3 separate regions of the Ovis aries genome follow, and regions 1 and 2 are each linked to region 3. Evidence: chromatin contacts called from public Hi-C data. All regions are on one chromosome and are shown on one strand. The core of a region is the stretch at or near the end of the contact, and the rest is flanking DNA. Distances in the headings are between cores, read along the strand shown.

Evidence for each region. Hi-C and Micro-C count contacts between places; a contact is called where the count stands out from the background.
Region 1: a contact with region 3 is called in a Hi-C map of liver, with 4 times the contacts expected there. The contact joins the promoter of SLC38A2 here to the promoter of SCAF11 in region 3. A contact is called at or near these places in 2 of 16 Hi-C or Micro-C datasets (blood and liver).
Region 2: a contact with region 3 is called in a Hi-C map of hypothalamus, with 7 times the contacts expected there. The contact joins the promoter of ARID2 here to the promoter of SCAF11 in region 3. A contact is called at or near these places in 7 of 16 Hi-C or Micro-C datasets (blood, hypothalamus, liver and 3 more).

What each region holds. Positions count from the first base shown.
Region 1 is chr3:140,134,670-140,138,340 of ARS-UI_Ramb_v3.0, forward strand. It overlaps SLC38A2 (solute carrier family 38 member 2), which reads left to right and starts at 1,607. Exons shown (of 16, transcript XM_004006421.5): 1 at 1,607-1,880; 2 at 3,022-3,219; 3 at 3,506-3,587. The coding sequence starts at 3,104.
Region 2 is chr3:140,792,763-140,796,262 of ARS-UI_Ramb_v3.0, forward strand. It overlaps ARID2 (AT-rich interaction domain 2), which reads right to left and starts at 1,343. Exons shown (of 21, transcript XM_004006425.6): 1 at 725-1,343; 2 at 517-610. The coding sequence starts at 816.
Region 3 is chr3:140,488,787-140,492,292 of ARS-UI_Ramb_v3.0, forward strand. It overlaps SCAF11 (SR-related CTD associated factor 11), which reads left to right and starts at 2,200. Exons shown (of 16, transcript XM_027967427.3): 1 at 2,200-2,429.

The DNA of each region.
Region 1 (3,671 bases), core at 357-2,856, 350 kb before region 3:
TTCATCAGTTGAAACTTGACAGTAAGGAACTTTCAAGGAGTCCTCCCTAACCCACTATTAAGATTGGTGTCCAGTCTAGAAGAGTTGATCAGTGTTATCGGGGAATTTGTGTGAAAGTCACAATTGTGTATCAAATGCCAAACTTGCCCTGGCGTGCTCACAGTCTCCCTGGTAGGACAAGACCACAAACGTGAACAATTTTGGGTACAAGACAGCATAGGTTCTAAAACGTTTTCACCACACGGTTTAGAAAACAGCCCTTGCAATAAGAGGACTAAGGAAGGAAGCCTTCCTGAGGCTCAGTGACTAAGCCCTGAGTGATGGCGATGGGAAGTTGGGTACTAAAGCAAGAGTATTGTTTAGGTGAGACTGGTCTGACCAGTTGAAGGGGTTGGGAAGAAAGGAGTGTAAAGTGGAATCGGGTCCTCCCATGTCAATCACACTGGTGCAGGCCAAGGGCACCCGCAGCCTCACGTGTCATGGAAACAGACAGTTGTGTACAGATTTCCTCAGGAAAACATTGAAAGCAAAAATTGTGATCACACCCAACCCTGCTCTGTCTCTCCCACGTCTCCAAAAGGAAGAGAGCAGTAGGTCAGGTCGTTTGTTTATTCATTCATTCAACCAACAATTCTCTCTCCTAAGAGGCCTTTGTTTCCAGCCTTTCCGGCAGCACCGAGTATTCCACAGCGAAGGGTCCCCCTAGTTGCCTGGCTCAGCAAGAACACCTCCACACTGGAAGGGGAGCACCGGCATTCCAACGGAGGCAGTGCCTCTGTAAATAGGAGAGAAAGGCGAGGAGGGCGAGGAGAGCTCTTCATTCGGGGTGGTGGAATGAGCGAAACGTGACCAGGAAGGAAAAATGGGATCCTACATCCCCTCGGAGGAGCCGAGTCCCCCACTGGGGACCCTTGCAAAGAGTCTGGCTTGCTGGGCAGGATGTCGCTTTACACTTCATAGGGTGTTCCGTGTCCGTACTAAAAGGATATCCCGATATGGAGCTGCCAACCGACCTAATCAGGCTAGTTCTGAAGATTGAAAGCAGGTCTAGGAACGAGAAGAAAGAACGAGAACAAAAACCTAACCATGGAGACTACGTTGCTCCGTTGGCCCAAGAGTGCGGGAGACAATCCCCCTGTAAATCATAAAAATAGCATGCAGAAAAGCATTGGATGGGCGGGATGTGTCCCCAAAGAGCCTAGAGGAGAAAGGAAAGCCTGCTGGTAACTCGGACACCAGCATATTTGGAGAAAGAGCATATTTGGCACCAGTCTGAGCTGAAAGGGACAGATAGGGGAAAGCACGGGCGAGAGGAGGGGCTCTTTCAGGCTGACCAGAGTCGGCAGAGTGGAGTTAGCCTGGAAGGAGCGGGGGAGGAAGCAGGCGGGGCTGGGCTGCCTAATTCAGCCACCGGGGAGGGGCGCGGGGGGGCAAGGAGGCAGAGGGGCAGGGGGCGGGGCGGGGGCGGGGCGGGGCCTCGCGGGCCCAGGCTGGCCGGGGGCGGAGCCCAGGTGGTGTTGATATACAAAAAAGCAAGCTCCGGAGGCTGGGGCCCCGCCCATTGACGCGTCCTCCCGCTAAAACCCACCGCTCGCCCCGCTGCTCCAGAGCCGCGCGTCGCTGCCGTCCCGGAGCGCTTTTCTCGCACCGCCGCCAGCAGCCCGACCACGCGCTCCGCACACTCGCGCCTTTCCCTTCAGACGGCGGACGCCGGACGATTGGGGCGGCAACTTGCCATTTCCTTGTTTAATTAAAATTATTTTCCTGCTTCTTGTTGGGGTTTTCGTTTTGTTCTGTTTTTATGATTTTTGTTGACTGAGAAAAACTCACCGAAGTCTTTTGCGTGTTGTTTCCGGGATACAGGAGCCCAGACCACCAAGGTAACACGCGCGGGGGCGTCTGTGCAAAAGCCGCGGGGACCGGGCGGGAGTGGGGGAGGGGCCTCCGGGAGGGGCCGCGGCGGGAAGGCAGCTGAGGATGTCGTTTCTTCCCGGGGAGGGCGTTTTCGGTTTGCTGGCCAGACTTCTATCCCGGCCTGCAGCGGGGGTCACTGTCTTCTTATGGGCGGGGGAGGGGCGCGGCGCGGGGGCCGTGTGCCCGCCAAGATCGGAGCCGCATCTTCCCGTTAGGGGGAGGGGAAGCCAGCCAGGCTCGCGGTTCCACTGCGACAAGTCTGGTGACTGATTTGAGTTAATAAAAATAATTAAATCCATGGGTCTTGGAATTTGGGGGAGGGCGGATGTGGGTTCGAGCTTTTAATGTAGCAGAGGCCACGATTGGGGAAGACATACCGGGAACGTTTGACAATCGGCGATCGATATTGCATCAGTTTCCTTTCCGGGCATAGGAGGGGCCGGCCGGGCGAAGAGCTTGCGAGTCAAATGCCAGTGGACGGGTGTGCTCGAGGGCACGGGCGTGCGCGTGTAAACAAACCCTCGGCGCTCTGCGCCCCCTCTGCTCCTCTTCTCGGGAGAAAACTAGTGTCCGCCCTAACGCCCCCTTCGAGTCTGTCTGCCGCAGAGGCATTTTCCCATCTGGGGGCTCCCGGCGTGAAAGGATTACGCGGCATTGCTATTGTAAATGCTGGAAAAGGGGAGCTGTGTGCCTGGGGTACATGCAGCGCACACCTAGCCAAATACCTGGGTGGGATGTGTGCCCTGCGTGCCTGTGCACGACCAAGGAGGCTGCGGGAAAAGCGATACAGAGCTCCCCCCACGCCCCTTTCGTAAAACTTGGGCTAACAGAGAGGGCAAAACGTTAAATTGCGCGGGAGAGGGTCCTTAGGGTCCCGGGGGGGCGCGAGTCTCAGCGGGCGCAGCGTTGCGGTGGGACCATCTTTGTTCTCGGCGGCTCCGCGGTCTGTACTTTTCCGCCCCTCGGCGCGCGCCCCCGCCCCTCGCGCTCGGCTGGTACTTTTCCACTCGCCTGGCGGGGGATGAATCAGCCGCGCTGCGCCTCCCGGCGGTGTCACGTGACCAGGGCGGGCTCTGCAGTCCTGACGCGCCGCCTCTACCTTCACAGGCAGCCGCGCGGGCTCGTGCGTCTCCAAGGACAAAAGGAACCCAGCACTACTCTCAGCGTCCGATTCCTCCCGCTGCCCAACATGAAGAAAGCTGAAATGGGAAGGTTCAATATTTCCCCAGATGAGGACAGCAGCAGCTATAGTTCCAACAGCGACTTCAACTACTCCTACCCCACTAAACAAGCTGCTCTGAAAAGGTGGGAGATGTGTGCGTTTTTAAAAACGGCTTGTGTGCATCGGAAGTTCTTTACGTAGAATTCTGTTGCTTAAAATTATTGTAGCATTTGGAGAGAGCGCGTAATCTCTGGAACATTATCTGGTTGTATGGGAACACGCCTTCAGGTCGTGTGAAAGTCGACTACTACTTAATATGCATTGAAATTAAAATGTGTGACAGCTAAACGCGGGGGCGTTTTGTGTTGAAGCATTCCTTTTGTGTATCTCAACCAATTTAGGATTTTTTTTTGTTTTTCTGTTTTGTAGCCATTATGCCGATGTAGATCCTGAAAACCAGAACTTTTTACTTGAATCGAATTTGGGGAAGAAGAAGTATGAAACTGACTTTGTAAGTTAAAAATAATCATTTGTGTTTCTGTGACTTTATGGAGTAAAAGAATAGTTTTATTTTTAGATTTCAAGTCTAACTTGC
Region 2 (3,500 bases), core at 93-2,592, 300 kb after region 3:
GGGCCGAGGCTGTGCCCCCGGCTGCCGGGATCATTTCGCAGCCGATTATCGATGTTAAACCTGCCCGCGCTAATTTTGAGTTGCACGAAAACTGCTCTCAGAGTCTGTGTGTCTCTGTGTCTCCGCCTGTGCTAGAGCGGCAGCGGCGGCAGAGCTGACTCGCGAGCGAGCGGGCGGGCGGGCGCGGGGCGGGCGCGGGGCTCGGGCGGGCGCCCCGCACGCCCGCACTCCCCGCCGCGGCGCTCAGACCCCGCCGGGCCGGCCGGGCACCGGGCAGGGCGCGAGCCGGCGCCGGGCCGCCCGCCCGCCGAGCCCCGCGCCCGCCGCGCGCACGCGAGCCACCAGGCCAAAAACAGCCCCGCCGCCGTCCGCCTCCGTGCCACCGGCTGGGAGCGAAAAGAACGCCTCTGGCCCCCGCAGGCCACCCCCCCGGCCCCGAGCGCCCACTCCGGGGTCAAAGGAGACTTTTTGGAGGAGGCCAGCGAGAGGGAAATACAAATTAAAACTTCCACTCACCTTCGCGAATCCGCCTAAAGTAGTGACTCTGGTGTAGAGACCGTGAAGATCCAGCTCCTTCCCACCCACCGCAGGGATTTTTTTAAAAGGCGACCTGCGGGAGAGAGAAAGCCCCGCACTTGTCAGCCGGGACCCCGCGGCGGCCCGAGCGGGAGAGCCCCGTTCGCCCCGGCTCGCCCCGGCGCTGCCCCCCCGGTTCTGCTCTCACCCTCTGCTGTGGTGGAACTGCCGCAGCTCGTCCAGGAAAGCGAGTCCCTTTCTCCGCTCGTCCGGAGGCGCCTTCCCCGTCGAGTTTGCCATTATTTTTTCAAAGGAGGTTTTAAAAAAACCCAGATCGGTGTTTTAAAAGCGCCCCCCGCTCCCAGCGCTTCCTACCAGAGCCCAGAGCCCATTCCTCGGCCGGCGGCGGCGGGGCTCAGTCATGGGCCGGCGGTGGCGGCGGCGGCGGCGGCGGCGGCGGCGGCGCAGGGAGGGAGGGAGGGAGGGGGAGGAGGAGGAGGAGGAGGGGAAGGAGGGAGCAGGAGGCCAGGGGGAGAGGAGGGAAGGAGGGAGGGGAATTTCTAAAAAAGTTTAAAGAAATCGGAGCGAAACTAGAGGGGCAGGCGACTGCCGGATCCGCGCGAAGCCGCGGGGCGAGCGCGGCCCCCACCCCTTCCTTCCCTCCCTCCCGCGGCCCGGCTCTCGCCCGCCTCTCAGCGCCGCCGGCTCAGGCGGCTCGGCCCGGGGACGCGATTCAACATGGTGCTGCTGCCGGGGGCGCGCGAGCGGGCGAGGGGAAAGGCGAGCCGACGGTGAGGGGCCGGGGTGGCCGGAGGCCCGGGAGTTTCGGCGGCCGCGGCGGCGGCGGCGGCGGCGGGGCTGGGGCAGGCGGGGCTGGGGGTGGGGAGGGGGAGGTCTGTGTGGTGGTTTGTGGAAAGCGGGGTGACAGCGTGTATTCCGGCCGCAGCTCCGCGGGGCCCTCGCACACATTCACGCGCGGCCTCGCGGCCGGGGCGTCCCCGGGCAGAAGGCACCGGCGGCAGCCGAGCCGCTGCGCGCCGCCCGCCCGCTTCCCTCCCCGCCAGCCTCCCTCTCTGCCGCCTCCAGCGTCGCCGCCACGGCCGGGCAGCCAGAGCCGCACAGCGACCCCCGAGGGCCGGCCGCGGCACTGCGCCTGACTCCACACCGCCCCGGCAGCTCCTCGCGGGGAACAATAGACTCGGCTCGCCGGGCTTAGGGTTCATCTGCAATGTGCCGCACATTTCACACGCACACAAAGCCGGCGGAAAGGGGGGAGGCGCGGGGAAACGGCCACTACCGGTTGTTCCAGGGTTAGGGGTGGAGGCGATGTTCGCGTCCCCGGCCCGGCAGTTGGAAGGGCTGCCTTGGAGTCCCCGCCTGTCCGACAGAACTGGTGTAGAGCTCGGGAGGGAAAGGAAGCCCAGAGGGGAAGCTCCTCACGCTAGCTTCATTCACTGATAGGAATAAAGTCAACCTGTCACCTTTTTTTTTATAAGGTCTAAAAGAATCGGCTTTTCTGAGCTTTGTGGCGATAGTAAGGGGGGGCCTGGTTAGCACATTTTCCATGACTTACCCACAAACTAACTTTAGCAAACTGTAAATTAAATACAATGTGAACTGTCTGTCCTAGTTCTGTGGAAATGGAATCATGCTCTTAATTCATCTTGACTTTTGTTGGTTTCATTTCTCAAACTAGATTATTCTGTGCAGTTATGCAAACAGTAATTAAACTGATTGGGAAGCAATCTTTTGAACTTGGGCGATAATAATTAACGTTTATATTTTTATATTAAGGTCTGTTATAGTTTGCTTAAAACATATTGAATAAAATCTTATGTTTTTGCTTTTTCTCAAATGTCTTAATACGATCCCGGTTTAAAATATTTTTGAAGCTCAAAATAAGAGGCTGTTCAAATGGGAGACGTAACATCTCAACAAATACTACCACAAGTTTATATCTACAAGGGGTGTTGGGGTCAGCCGTTTGCTGCAAATGTTAATTAAGCTTCAAGAATTGTGAAGCATATTATTATTCCCATTTCCGCGATGGCCACTACAGGCAAAGTCACCGACACCCAAGGTCACATTCTAGTAAAGGGTTGGATGGGTTATCTCAGGTAGTGATTCCAATGAGAACATTTATTTGGTAGTGAAAAGAATTATGTAATATAGTCCAGCCACGCTTCCGGTGCTCACTCTAGGAAACGGATTATTTCTCAAGTAAAGTTTGCCTCTTAAACGGGGTTGGAATAAGGCTATGGCTAGGCAGTTCCTGACACCCAAGGGCCAGTAAGTGTCTCGGAAGCCAGTGAGGGGCGGAGACGAGGCCGGGGGAGTGGAGCAGCGAAGCCCAGGCTGGAGGCGAGGGGGGGCGGGGCAGAAGGGAGACCAGGTCATCCGTCCCTTCCCCCACCAGTCCTCTTAGGGGTGGTGGAGATATGGGCCGCAGAGCTGCGAGTCCCGAGCTGTGCGGATTCCCTAAACGCCGCACTTGCGCACAGCCCCTTACGTAACTGTCAGCGCCGGGGATTCCCTAGAGGGGGTCATTCTATTCAACCATTACACACACCCGGGGCTCCTGCCGCCGCGCCGCCGCCTCACAAAATGGCGGCGCCCATAGAGGAGACAGCGGCCGCCTCCTCGGCCCCATTTTGTGGGAGGCGAGAGATCTGTCAACATGGAATACCTCCGCTAAGGATACATCTGAGTTTGGAAATCCTGCTTAAGGGATGGAGCCGAGAGGATCTGCTTCGACGGAAAATGTCAGCGACTTCTAGCACCTCCACGCTTTTTCACTTTTTTCATTTTCTCTAAGGAAGCGCCCGAAGCTGCCGGGGTACTTGTAACTGAAGAGAGAAGGGAAAGCTGCAGCTGACTGCTCCGGGAACTTGCCGCGGCGTCTTGTGGCTTTGGTTGCTCTTCCCCGCTCCCGGGAGCTGACCGCGGTCTCGCGGAGGGTCGCCTGGGGCCCCCGGACGGCTCAG
Region 3 (3,506 bases), core at 950-3,449:
ACATTGCACAAGAATGGGGTGCAGAGAAGTGAGGAGGAGGGGGTGCCGGCAACAGCCTAGTCTGGCAAGTGCAGCAGAAGGGTACCCAATGAGGGAGGGGTCTGGAAAAGCTGGAAGGAAAGTCATCCCAGGCATGGCTTTGCAAGGCTGCTATCCAGGAGTGCAGGCGTCAGACTCTTCAGGACCCCTTGGACTATAGTTCACCAGGCTTCTCTGTCCATGGGATTGTCCAGGCAAGAATACTGGAGTGGTTGCTATACCCTCCTCCGGGGGATCTTCCCCACTCAGAGATCCAACCAGTTGTCGTTCCTTGGTCTCCCGCATTGGCAGGTGGATTCTTTACCACTGCGCCACTTGGGAAGCCACCTGGGAAGCCCTCAGCGTGACCAGGGGAGTGCAAAGCCCATAGAAAGTAAGGAAGGAGGCAGACGACCCCAAAACGTGTGACAGGTAAGACTGGATGTGATTGAGACCTGAGTGAGCCAAGTTAGAGGCCCAGGGACAGAGCTTTGCGGGGGTGCGGGGGGGGGGTGTGTGCAAAGACCTTCGGATAGAAGAGAGGGGAAGGACACCCAGAGCAGGAAGAGTAGTCAGAAGTGTGAAGATTTGTCCTGAAGATAAACTATGTGGTTAAACGGTCGGTGACCTTAAAAAGCAGTGTGAAAGGTATATCCGAGATAAAATAAGAGATTTGATGACCCTATGGAGAAAGAATCAATGAAGTGAAGTCGCTCAGTCATGTCCGATTCTGGGACCCCATGGACTGTAGTCTACCAGGCTCCTCCGTCCATGGGATTATCCAGGTAAGAGTACTGGAGTCTCCCGCATTGTAGGCAGACGCTTTACCGTCTGAGCCAGCAGGGAAGACCAAAAAAATCGATAATGATACACAAGTTCCAAATAGCAGTCTCCGACGTATTCTTGAATGAATCATCACCTGTCTCTATCTAACCACCACCAAATTAGCTTGGTGGTTAGGAGAGACATTACTTGCGGACAAAGGTCTGGCTAGTCAAAGCTATGGTTTTTCCGGTAGTCACGTATGGATGTGAGAGTTCGGCTATAAAGAAAGCTGAGCTCCAAAGAATTGATGTTTTTGAACTGCGGTGTTGGAGAAGACTCTTGAGAGTCCCATGGACTGCAAGGAGATCCAACCAGTCCATCCTAAAAGAAATCAGTCCCAAATATTCATTGGAAGGACTGATGCTGAAGCTGAAACTCCAATACTTTGGCAACCTGATGCGAAGAACTGACTCACTGGAAAAGACCCTCATGCTGGGAAAGACTGAAGGCAGGAAAAGAAGGGGAAGACAGAGGATGAGATGGTTGGATGGCATCACCAACAGGATGGACGTGAATTTGAACAAGCTCCGGGAGCTGTGATGGACAGGGAAGCCTGGTATGCTGCAGTCTATGGGGTCACAAAGAGTCGGACAAATCTAAGCTACTGAACTGAACCACTAAGTGGATCAGGATCACATTTAATTTTTTGTTGTGGGAATTTAGATACGGGGACATGCCTAGGCTTGATGAGTCACGTAGGATACCTCTTCAAAGCGTTTTAAAAATGCCCACTGGGCAGGAAGAAAGAGGTGAGCATATAAGTTGGGGCCACTTTAGCCTCCCTGCAGGATGTAGTTCAGGCGGGTAACGCTGCAGGAAGAAAACTTAATCCACCGCCAAACAACAAAACACTGTTTTCAATAGCAGATAGGATAGTAAAGGCCGCACAAAGCCCCTCATGTCCTGTTCCCCGAGAGCCTTCTTAACTGTCTTCTGCAGCTTGGGTGTACAGCCGGCAACGCAAGGCTGACTCCAGCGCGCCGCGCAGGCGCAGAACCCGCGGCGTGGGAGGGGAGCCGGGCGTTAAGGACGTTTCCCAGAAGCCCGCGCCACGAGCTGGGGCCCTCCCTCCTGCTCGCAGGCCGCGTGACTTGACTCCGCCCGTCACGTTCTTCCGTCGCAAACGGTGGATTGCCAGCGCCCCCCTGAGGTCTGGTTGAGCGCTGCAGTCGTGCACGCAGGGCCAGTGCGAGCGGGTAGGGAAACAGCGAAGGGTCCGCCGCCGCCGCCGCCGCCGCCGGCGTCACCGTAGCGCGCCGACCTGTGGCGGCGCGGCTTAGCCGAGGGGAGAAGAGGGGGAGGGGGAAGGGGACGCGCGGAGCGGAGCGGGAGGAGGCCAGACGGGGCGGGGGGAGGGGGAGCAGCGGTGGCGCAAGCCGCGCGGAGCAGCGCAGCCCGGGTCCGCTCCCTGCTCCACCGCCGCCACCTCCCGCGCCAGCCAGCAGAGCCGGCCTCAGCGGCCCCCGGAATACCTCAGAGCGGACGGAGTCCATGTTGGGGAACTTGGCGGCGGCGTGACGGGAACCTGGGGACCTGCAGTGGGGCTGCCGCCGCCGCCGGAGCCTGCGCCTCGACCTCGGCCTGAGGTAAACACGGGCCGACCCCGGGGGTGGACGGGCGCAGGCAGCTGTCGCTGCGGGGTGGGGTGGACGGGCCGGCGGAGTGGGGGAGAGGGGGCCCGGGGCGATGGGAGGGCGGACAAAGTTTCGGAATCCCGCGCGGCCCAGGCGGCGTTCTGCGCTCGGAGGAAAGTTGGAGCCGCCTCTCGAGGCGGGGGAGGCTGAGGCGGGGAGGCCCCGCGTTCCTCTCGCCACCCCCGCGAGGGCGGCCCCGTGTCGGCCGCCGCCGCCTCGCTGTCGGTACCCCGTCCCATTTCCTCCTTGTGGCCTACCCGCCGCCTCCGCCGGCGGCTCCCGTCCCCGCCCGGGGTCCTGGGGGAGTGGGTTGAGCCTAGGGTTCTCGGCGGCAGGGTCGCCACACGTCCAACCCCGTCCCTGCGGGGCACTGTGTCCTGCTGGGCTTCCGGGAGCTCCCCGACTCCGGCTCTCTCTCGACTTGGGAGACTTTGCTTTTGTCAATAGCGTCCAAGCCCGTTTGTGAAACCAAACTTTACTGCGCGGTGACCTCTCGGAGTGCGCGACTAGGGAAGAGCCGGCGTTTCAGAGCATCCGCGTTACCCCATGCTCTGAATTCCAAACTCTTCTCCCACCTTCGATTTTTAAACCAGTTTCCCCGTCTGATGAGAGGGCCGGGAGGTCTCAACTTGGCTCCATCAGTCGCTCCTCCTTAGCTACTAGGAATTTTGAACCATTAAAAACATTTTTTAGAGATGTCTGGCCGTCTTGCTCTGTCCCCCCATTTTGAAAAATTGTTCTGAAAGTAAGCGCCTGATTTGAGAGTAGTTGAATAAAACATTCAGATACGAATATGGAATTTAAAAATATTCTCAAAGTATTTCTGTACCCTGTTATATACACAGTGTCTACGAGTTGAGCGTTTTTCAGTCATTTTGGTTTACATTTTAATATTTTTGTCACTGCTAGTGAACTAAGATATTCAGGCAGAACTGACCAAAAAGTTTTTAATATAGTGCTTTGGCTAGTAGATGCCGTTCTTCAGTTTTCCCAATTTGGGAAATTCACTGAATATTGGAAAAAGCGTGT